Regions from separate parts of the Zea mays genome. Here all the other regions are linked to region 1. Evidence: chromatin contacts called from public Hi-C data. All regions are on one chromosome and are shown on one strand. Each heading gives the region's core, a stretch centred on a gene start, on an enhancer-like site or on the middle of the called end of the contact. The rest is flanking DNA. Distances are from core to core; before and after follow the strand shown.

Region 1 (3,066 bases), core at 516-3,015:
AATCACTGATTCTCGCATCGACAATCAACCACCAGACACATTGGACCAAGAATTGCTTTAATAGCTTTATCCCCCCCCCCCCGAAAGAACTTAAAGAGTAGTCGAATGGAAATTTAAAAACAAAGATTCCAAGAACAATAACACTAAGATTTTTGTTTCCTAACTTCCAATTATGGAGAGTTACCAACTGCCAGTAATTAATTCAACCATTCGAACACTTCCTCAGATAGTGAATAACAAAGATTTGCAAAATTACTCGTCAATTAAAACATTTGACCAGCAATTCCAGTATTAGAACTTTACTAGCACTACCAAACAGACAAACTGCATGAATGTATGTATCAATTTCATGCCCCTGCAAGCAGGTGCTATTTCAGCACACTGGTACCAAAAAAAATGTTTGTACTACACTCAATTGATGAACAAGTCAAATGAAACCAGGAAATATAGTGAAATATAACAATCAAAATCTATGCAAACAAACGAAAACCAGGCTCCATGCCACCTCACATAAAATCAACTCGGTCATAAAAATAACATATAGCAAATAGGAACTAAAAAACCAAATTTAATTTGTGTTAACTAAGCTTAAGTAAATTAGCTAGATTGGAGAGCAATCGCCTCAAACAGACTTGGGCAGGTTTATTGCAAATCTAAAATGAAACAGCCTCACAGAAAAATTACGACAACCACAAATCAGCTAAAGTAACAGTGTCCGACTGGTTTCAAAGCCAAGATTGAGCGTATACAACCACCAGCAAACAAAAGGCCAGGGGTCAACGCTTATATGAAGATAGTGAACTTGGAGTAACAAAAAAAAATGTAAACTTGTACTAGAACTAGAACTACTGCAAGCAAACCCAGTAACATCAAGCACCATTCCAGCATTAGCACAGCTCCATACTCAGATCACGAATGCCTCAGGGCAACAGCAATTAGTAAGCTTGCATCTGTAATCGAAGCTAGGAGACAGCAACCCCAGTGATCCGCCCCCGAGTCCCACCATTCCATCCGAATGAACACGATCGGCATTCTAACTTGAGATAAGATTGCAGCTGTATCTCCGATCCAGGACACGATCAGGAAGATCCAAGGCCACACTGCGAAGCCACGGTGGTCCCAACCCAATGGCACAGAATTGCAAGAAGGCCAATGCAACTCAATCGGGGGGGGGGGGGGGGGGGGGGGGGGGGGGGGGGGACGGAGCGTACCCCATGAGGTTGACGTTGAGGTGGGCGCTGAGCTCGACGAAGAGCTCGTACATCTGGCCGAGGTCGGCGGCGTTGCCGTGGGAGTAGAGCAGCGTGAGCTTGGCCCCCGCCTGGCGCACGTGCATCGCGACCACCTCCGTGCCCCGCTTCGTCCGCAGCCGCCGCGCCTCCACGTTAACCCTCCGCGGGACGCCCGTGAGCTCCACCACCGCGCCACCGCCCTTCTCCTCCCCCGCTGGCGGCGGCTTGGGTGTGGCCGGGGCCGGAGGCGGCGGCTTGGATGTGGCCGGGGCCGGAGGCTCGGGTGTGGCAGGGGCCGGAAGCGGCGCCGGCTGCTCGAACCCGTACGACGGCGGGCTCGGCGGGAAAAAGGCAAAGCGCGCCGCGACCGTAGAGGTGACGGCGCCCATCTAGGGTTAGGTTTTGCCGCTGGGCTGGGAGGCGTAGGGGAGGAGGACGCGGGGTAGGGGAGGGTGGACGGAGCGCGTCGATGGTTTTCGGTTTCTTTTGGTGTCGTGGAAAGAGGGAGGGGAAGGAGAAAGAGACGCTCTCCGCTGTGGATGCTGTTTGCTGTGGCGTTGGAAAAGGGGAAATTTCGCGTGTGAAATGCAATCGTCGATTGTGATGATGATCTGTTTTTTTTTTTCACCATAGGAGGTCGAGGTTCAGCTCGATAATTTTGAAAAAGACCAAATTTTGACTTTTACTTTTCAAATTTTAAACCAAAATAAAAACTGAATTGGTTTTCGTTTCTAGGTGAGTATCTATAACGTTAAATTTCATCGAACAGAGGTACTTATCGAACGAGATCCTTGGTCTTTAACAACCCCCGTCTGTTTGCTGGGCTTTAATCCATATTAAATTCTACTCAGTGTTTTATCTTTATGGATTGTAGCTCCAGCAATCTGAACAGCTGTTTTTAATCTGAAGCAAACAGTCCTAAACCATAACTGCAGCAGTCCGAACAACAGTCGATAGTTTTAGGTCATGTTTGATTGTAGTGTTTAAATACACTAGATTTAATAGTTAGCTGCTAAAATTTATTAGAGACATTAGCTACTGTAAATTAGTTAATAGCTAGCTAGAAATTTGTTAGTTAACTAATTTCACTAACAACTTTTTTGCCAACTAAACATTAGCTCTAGTGCATTCAAATATTTCCTATAGGTAATAGTTTATTGCTAAAATTAGTTAAAGACATCTAAACAGTCTGTCTAATTATTTAGATATTAGCTATTTTATTAGATTAGTTAATAGTTAGCTAGCTAATTCAACTATTAACTTTTTAGCCAACTAAGCAGTGTTTGAATGCACTAGAATTAATAATTAGCTGCTAAAATTAGTCGAGACATCCAAACAGTCTAACTAATAATTTAGCTTTTAGCTATTTTTAGCAAATTAACTAATAGTAGCTAGCTATTTGTTCGCTACTAATTTCACTATCAATTTTTACCCAATTGGTGTTTTAATACTAAAAGAAAGTTAATATTAGTTCTAGTGCATTCAAACACCTCCTACCTATTATCTTTAGTATATTAAACACTCCTTTACTAGAAGAAAATAAAGGGAACTATAGTGACTTGCAATATTTGTGCATACATAGCGATACTAGAAAAAGAGAGAAATATTGCATTTTCTTTTTTTAAAGAGGAGAGAGACTTTTATTATTACTTCTCTATCTATATCTCTATCTCTATCTCTATCTCTGCTCTATCTCTATTTCTGCTATATTAAAACACCAATTTTTCTAATTCTACGGTTTTCATCATCATTGTGTTCCCCATTTAAATAGTAAAATGCTAAAGTATTTGTGATGTATATTACTTAAGCATAAATAAAAATTGTAGCAACGTAC
Region 2 (3,013 bases), core at 394-2,893, 230 kb before region 1:
GCTAACTGTGTTTTGTGAATCCATCTTTGCAAATCGTAAATACAGTGAAAATCATCGATACCAAAATCAGAGATCCAATGGAGATCAGATCTTCACGTGAAAAATGTAGGTATACATACCCTCCTCACCCATCTCTGTCCTGTATCAAGTTGCCAATCATCTTGCCAAGAGGCACGGTGCCCTTGGCCATGATCTCCAGCCTCGACGAGTTGGAGGCGTTCCCGAACAGTGCGAGGCCGAACATCAAGAGCTCCGGCAGGAACAGTCTGGATGACAGGAAACCGTGCCAGTAGTGTGGCTCCAGGTCGAAGAAGGCGTCGAAGAACCGCCGCGTTCCCTCGAGGTCCAGCTTGAGCAGGACGTCCATGCCGAAGCAGAAGAACTCCCTCTGCCGCCGCCTGTTGGCTGGCCACAGCTGCTTCCACACCTCGGCGGAGAGCGCGTCCCCTGCCAGGCCACCCATGCCGTTGCCGGTGCCGGTGTCGAGGAACCTTACGATGGCGTCCGCCACGATAGGCGCGGTGGCAAGCGTGCGCGCCACCATGTAGCCCGTGGACGGGTGCACCATCCCTGCCGTGCCGCCGATGCCGACAACCCTCTGCGGCAGGACGGGCAGCGGCCCTCCCATGGGGATGACGCAGCGCTCGTCCTCCTCGACGCTTCGGACGCGTATACCCAGGTGCCTGAGGCGCGCGGCCATGCGCTCCTGGATGTCGTCCATGGCGAGCCCCGGGCGCGCGACCAGGGACGTCTCCTCGAGGAAGATCCTGGTGGGGGAGAAGGGCATGGCGTAGAGGAAGGTGGGGATGCGGCGGTTGCGCTCCCTGATCTCCGACCCTTCGGGGAGGTGCGAGTCGCGCCAGTCCATGAAGAGCATCTTGTCGATGTCGAACGGGTGGGCGTCGACCTCGGCGAGGATGCCGTAGGCGACCTGGTACCCCGGGTTGTACGGCTTGTCGTACTGCACGAGGCAGCGCGAGAAGCCCGTGGCGTCGAGCACGACGCTTGCCGGGACGGCGACGCCGTCGTCACAGATGAGGAGGGACGAGGCGTCGTAGTGGACGGCCTTGGCGACCTTGGCCTGGTGGAAGACGACGCCGTTGGCGACGCAGCGGTCCATCATGGTGGACTTGAGCTTGCGGCGCGCGACGCGGGCGTAGGGGCGGTCGAGCGACTTGGCGCCGCCATCGTCGATGAAGACGGAGGCGGAGGGCCAGACGGTGTCGAGGCAGTGGGAGAGGCCCATGGCCTCGAACTCGTCCACCCACACGCCGTAGTTGTTGGGCCACACGACCGCGGGGGACGGGTCGATGGCGCACACCGACAGGCCCGCCTCCGCGACGCGCTGCGCCACAGCGAGGCCCGCGGGCCCGCCGCCCACCACGGCGAGGTCCACGGGGCGGGCGGGCGCTGGGTCGTAGCGGGGCAGGTCGAGCGACAGCAGCTCCGGCCGCGTGGGCGGGGCCAGGGACCGCAGCGCCGCGGCCGACGCCGGCCCAGCCATCCCCGCCGTGGCGCGGCAGAGTACGGACGCGCGCGGCGCCGGCGGCTTGCAGGGATGGTGGTGAGTGCGGAGGAGGAGGGCGGTAGTGGCCATGGTGCTGGCCTGGTGGAAGGTGGGGGGAATTCGAGCGCGGCGGAGCCGTGCAATCCTGAGCCTGAGGCGGTGGTGATAAGCTGCAGCTGCTTTGAGTGGGGGCACCACCGTCGATCCAATTCCATTGTGGCATTCTTCACCCAAGCACCTCAAATGTTTTTTGAATATTACTTTTGGCCTTAAAGACGAAGGACAAGTCCACGAAAACGCTGCTGGCCGATTCTACCGATAGATCCTGCGCCGGCCTTCGCAGGTAAGAGACAACGCCGGCCTTCACAACCACCACGAGCGCAGCATCGGAAGCTTACCCCCACTACTTGTCACCTTTCAAACCGTCCAAATTGCGCTGGTGGTTACCGGGAATTGCCATGCCCCGACCCCATGTTTATTCAGGCCTTACAATGACCAGACGATGTTTCCTCTCTGTGTCTGGGCGACTGGCCTAATGCGAGTTTCGATCATGTAACATAAAGGTTAAAGCAAGAAAAAGCTAACTACTGTATTATGCAGTGCACTTTTAGATCTATGACTAATCTATACTACTCCTATTAAGACTACAACGAAGGCGTCCACACCTTCCATGCCCCCGTCGTGCCCCCGCCTCTCTCTTTCCCACACTCGCGACCCCTGCCGAGCCCCCGCCCTTGGATCTCGCCCACGCCCACGCAGTGGCACATCCCCCGCCCCTGCCTTGCGTCCCCAGCGCCGGAGGCATCGCCTGGGCGGTGCCTGCTCTGGCCCAGCCCGTGCTCCACGCCTCCCTAGGCGCCCTTCCGCTCCCGTCGCCGTTACGCTCTGTCGCCCGCACCCCGCTCCCCACGCAACAGCCGCCGTCCATGGTGCTCGCCGTCCATAGGGTGAAGCACTACATCTAGGAGATCCGTCTGGAGCGAGCACTGAAGGAGGAGGCGTCGTCCATGCGGGCCACGGCGAGGGAGTGGCCCAGGCTGTTGGCCCTCACAGAGCGGGAGAGGAAGTCGAACGACGCCGACACCGAGCCCCAGTACTACAGAGTGCGGCGCCGACCATGGGGCAAGTACACAGCAGAGATCCGCGACCCCTAGCGTCATGTGCGCATCTGACTCGTCGACTTTGATACCACCGAGGAGGCCGCACTCAGCCACCATCCAGCTAAGTGGGCCCCATGCCACCACCAACTTCGAGCTTGCAGACGACGTGTTGGTCCCCGTCCTCGACGAGGTCGTCGAGCGCCTCCCTCACCCGCCGGCCCCGGCATCCAAGAACGTGTCCTCTTCCGCCATGTTCTACGACTCCAGCGAGTAGTCCCACGCCGCGGCAGCGTTGTCGACCTCCGTGCTCCGCATGTTCCCGCCCTCCGCGGCCACCGACGCCACCTACACGAAGGGCGCCTCTCAGAAACTACCAACTCCGTGAGACATCCTTCCCTCCTTGCAC
Region 3 (2,965 bases), core at 68-2,567, 250 kb after region 1:
TTTCATTTGTTTTCGCATGAGTATATATGTTCATATAGCATTTGTAATAGATATATAACTCTCATGTATACTTGTATGGTATTATGATGAAATTTCGGCAATTTACGGGACCATGCACCTTGCGTGGCGCGTAAGCGTGATAATGGGCTCTAAATTTTACACTATAAGATTTAAGGATCGAATCGGATTAAGATTAGACTCTATTTTTATTAATTTTGAACTAAAAATTATTTTGGATCCTAATATTTTGTAAAGAAACATTTGGATCACGATCCATTAGCACCTCTAGTGGCGCGTGGTTACGCTGTCAAATTTATCTATATAAAGTACAATGGTACGTGTTAACACATACAATCATATGTATAGAACACAACTATTATGGTAATAGGCTTAAACGTCCAGACACCATCATCACGCAATATCCCAAGAGTCCAGGGACCGGTGCCTGCAGCTGCAGCAATATCCCAAAAGACTTGAGCTCGACGGTGACGCCCTGGAAGCTTTTAGACCAGGCGAGGCTGGCCAGCCATATGGCCCATGCCATCATCAGGACAGGACGCCATTATTTTGGACTGACAGTGCTGCCTCCACCCTCTGACAGCCGGTGCTTAATAATTCAGTTTAACTTGTCGCGAGGGCAAGTGCCGCTGTTCGATGAATGGTCTCTCTTGCGTCCCGTTCTCGAGGAAACCTGTGTGAATCGAATTAATAAATCCCTTTTGCGTCTTGCAACGTTTGAGCTAGTGCTGGAAATATGGATTATACTTTTTAAATGAGTATGGTCCGAAAACAGAAGCCCAAAGTATGATCTACACGAAATAATATGGACCTGACTAGTATGGCCCGAAGTCGGGATTGGGTCGGACCTCAAATTCTGGCCCGTCTTGCCCAGCACGGCCTACACAGATGGGCCAGACTTAGGCCGGCACGGCCTAATTAAGTCCATGTTGTTTATTTTTATTAATTTAATGAGTGGTAGACTTTATATTGTTATGATATTTGGACTTTATGATGTTAAATGATATTAGCATTGTTTAATATCTTTAATTTAGTAAGATATGAACTTTACGTGGTTGCAATATTTTAATTTTATGTAGTATATTGGCCGAGCTTGGTTGGCACGGTCCAACAAATGCAAGAAGTCATTTAAGATAGAGTGGGTCACTGTTTTTACACTTCGATCTGTTACGATATGACTTAATTTTTTTTTTAGCATTATTTATCTAAACCCATTTGATACCAAGTATGATAGGCTTGGGTCAGAGCCGAGTGTGACTCGGCCCAATTCCCAGTTTGGGCCGGGAGCACGAGGTCAAGTCGACGGGTTTCCCGGTGCAAACGGAGGTCAAATCTGCCTGTGCTCCTGAGACGTCTCGGAAAGCAAAGACTGCCAGATTTTGGACGAAGTCGTGTAGTTTGAAAACCCATCCGAACTATAAAAAATAAGCATAATCCGAAACAGCTTCTGTTATCTCTATGAATTACAACTTTAATCTAAAACAATTTATACTGTTTTTACATTATATTTATTTTGTAGATTACAACTACAGCGGTACGACGGACGGAAGTAATGGAAGAAGAAACTGCATGGGATATTCCGCAGAAAGAGAAGGATGTGTAATTCATCCCACGTGGTACAAGAGCATGAACCGAAGATCAACACAAAACCTGCAATTGGTAGTCAGTACAGGTAGCACTGCGGCGATGGTGTGAAATAACTGAAATTTAGTTTAGATTCTACATTAAATCACTTAACACCTATAGATTTAGGTGAATATATAAATATAGATTTAGATGAATATATAAAAATATATTTAGATGAATATATAAGCATCCAAGGCCTCAAGATTCTTTTGTACAGGAGGATTCAGCTCCATGGACTGCTCCCCTGCAGCCAGATTTCCTTTGGCTGAAAATCTGCAGGAATCTTGGTGGCAAGCGCGTACACTGCAAGATGCAGTTCGCCCATTGATCCAGAAATTACAACACACACAACAGTGACATGTTTCTTGTGGAGCAGTAGGCAATGATTGTGCCCCGCAAATCCCGGCACCCATGCATCAATTTCCTAACACTAATAATACACTGTGACTGTGAGGGACAAAACCCAACTGCTGCCTGTTTGTCTGAAAGTTACTACAGCACAACTTGGAATCTGATTGCATCATTTCAACGGTGGGAACACCTACAGCTACAGCTACAGCGTTGTTTCCTCAGCCAGAATATATAATAATATGTTTCCCGGATAAGCTCAAGTGTTGGCAAAAGAATCTGCATTGTGGCATATGGATGGAAATCATTGGGTAGTAGAAATGTGATAGGCCGATTTTACTTTCTTTTCCAAGAGGGCAACATGCTTGTCGAGCATGGACACCACTGCCTCAAACTCAGTCACCTGTTGATCTATCGCATCAATCTGCGACACGTAATCCTCGAAGCCTCGGTTTTTCTCATTCAGCTGCTCTACAAATACTCGCAGACCAGCGGCGATGTCACCGTAGTTGCTGTATTCCTGTGATACGCGATCATTCATCTTCTCAAGCAGAGCAAGCTGATTGTTAGTCCCCTGACAGCAATGACAGAAATCAAGTGACTGCCAATATATATATTAAATTGAATAGAAAGTTGCATGTAACCGCAAATGCCAGCCACAACATAACCAGTACTCCACACATTCCAAACTATAGTTCACAATAGCTTTTCCCTAAGTCAAATATCTCTAACTTTGACTAGTTTTTTTAAAGAAAATATATTAACATATTATGGTCATATATAGACCAGTAACAGAACACACCATGATAACAAGTTAGCCTCCATTCCAATAATACTGTACATTCACTTTTGTTGTTTTGAACTTCTGATCCAGCATCCATGAAAACAAAATTAAGGATTAAGTCTATTTTTGGCCCGACTTTTGCCTTTGTCTAATTTCAACCTCCAACTATAAAGGCAACGACTATTGTGC

Evidence for each region. A called contact is a pair of places that touch in the nucleus more often than the background predicts.
Region 2: a contact with region 1 is called in a Hi-C map of bundle sheath, with 2.2 times the contacts expected there. The contact joins the promoter of LOC100383002 here to the promoter of LOC100285540 in region 1. A contact is called at or near these places in 3 of 25 Hi-C or Micro-C datasets (bundle sheath, ear and tassel).
Region 3: a contact with region 1 is called in a Hi-C map of tassel, with 2.1 times the contacts expected there. The contact joins the enhancer-like site here to the promoter of LOC100285540 in region 1. A contact is called at or near these places in 2 of 25 Hi-C or Micro-C datasets (ear and tassel).

What each region holds. Positions count from the first base shown.
Region 1 is chr5:103,151,964-103,155,029 of Zm-B73-REFERENCE-NAM-5.0, forward strand. It overlaps LOC100285540, which reads right to left and starts at 1,766. Exons shown (of 6, transcript NM_001370719.1): 1 at 1,212-1,766. The coding sequence starts at 1,621.
Region 2 is chr5:102,919,209-102,922,221 of Zm-B73-REFERENCE-NAM-5.0, forward strand. It overlaps LOC100383002 (pink scutellum 1), which reads right to left and starts at 1,644. Exons shown (of 1, transcript NM_001175684.1): 1 at 1-1,644. The coding sequence starts at 1,597. The coding sequence ends at 125.
Region 3 is chr5:103,398,319-103,401,283 of Zm-B73-REFERENCE-NAM-5.0, forward strand. LOC100281969 (phytoene dehydrogenase-like) reads right to left here. Exons shown (of 2, transcript NM_001154886.1): 2 at 2,149-2,566. The coding sequence ends at 2,297. Among protein-coding and RNA genes, the nearest start is that of LOC100281969, 9.8 kb to the right of the region's middle. Within about 2 kb of position 1,318, at least 9 of the 20 cell types and tissues checked have an H3K27ac peak or open chromatin away from gene starts, as enhancers often do. A contact at or near this core is called in ear and tassel, where this site is marked.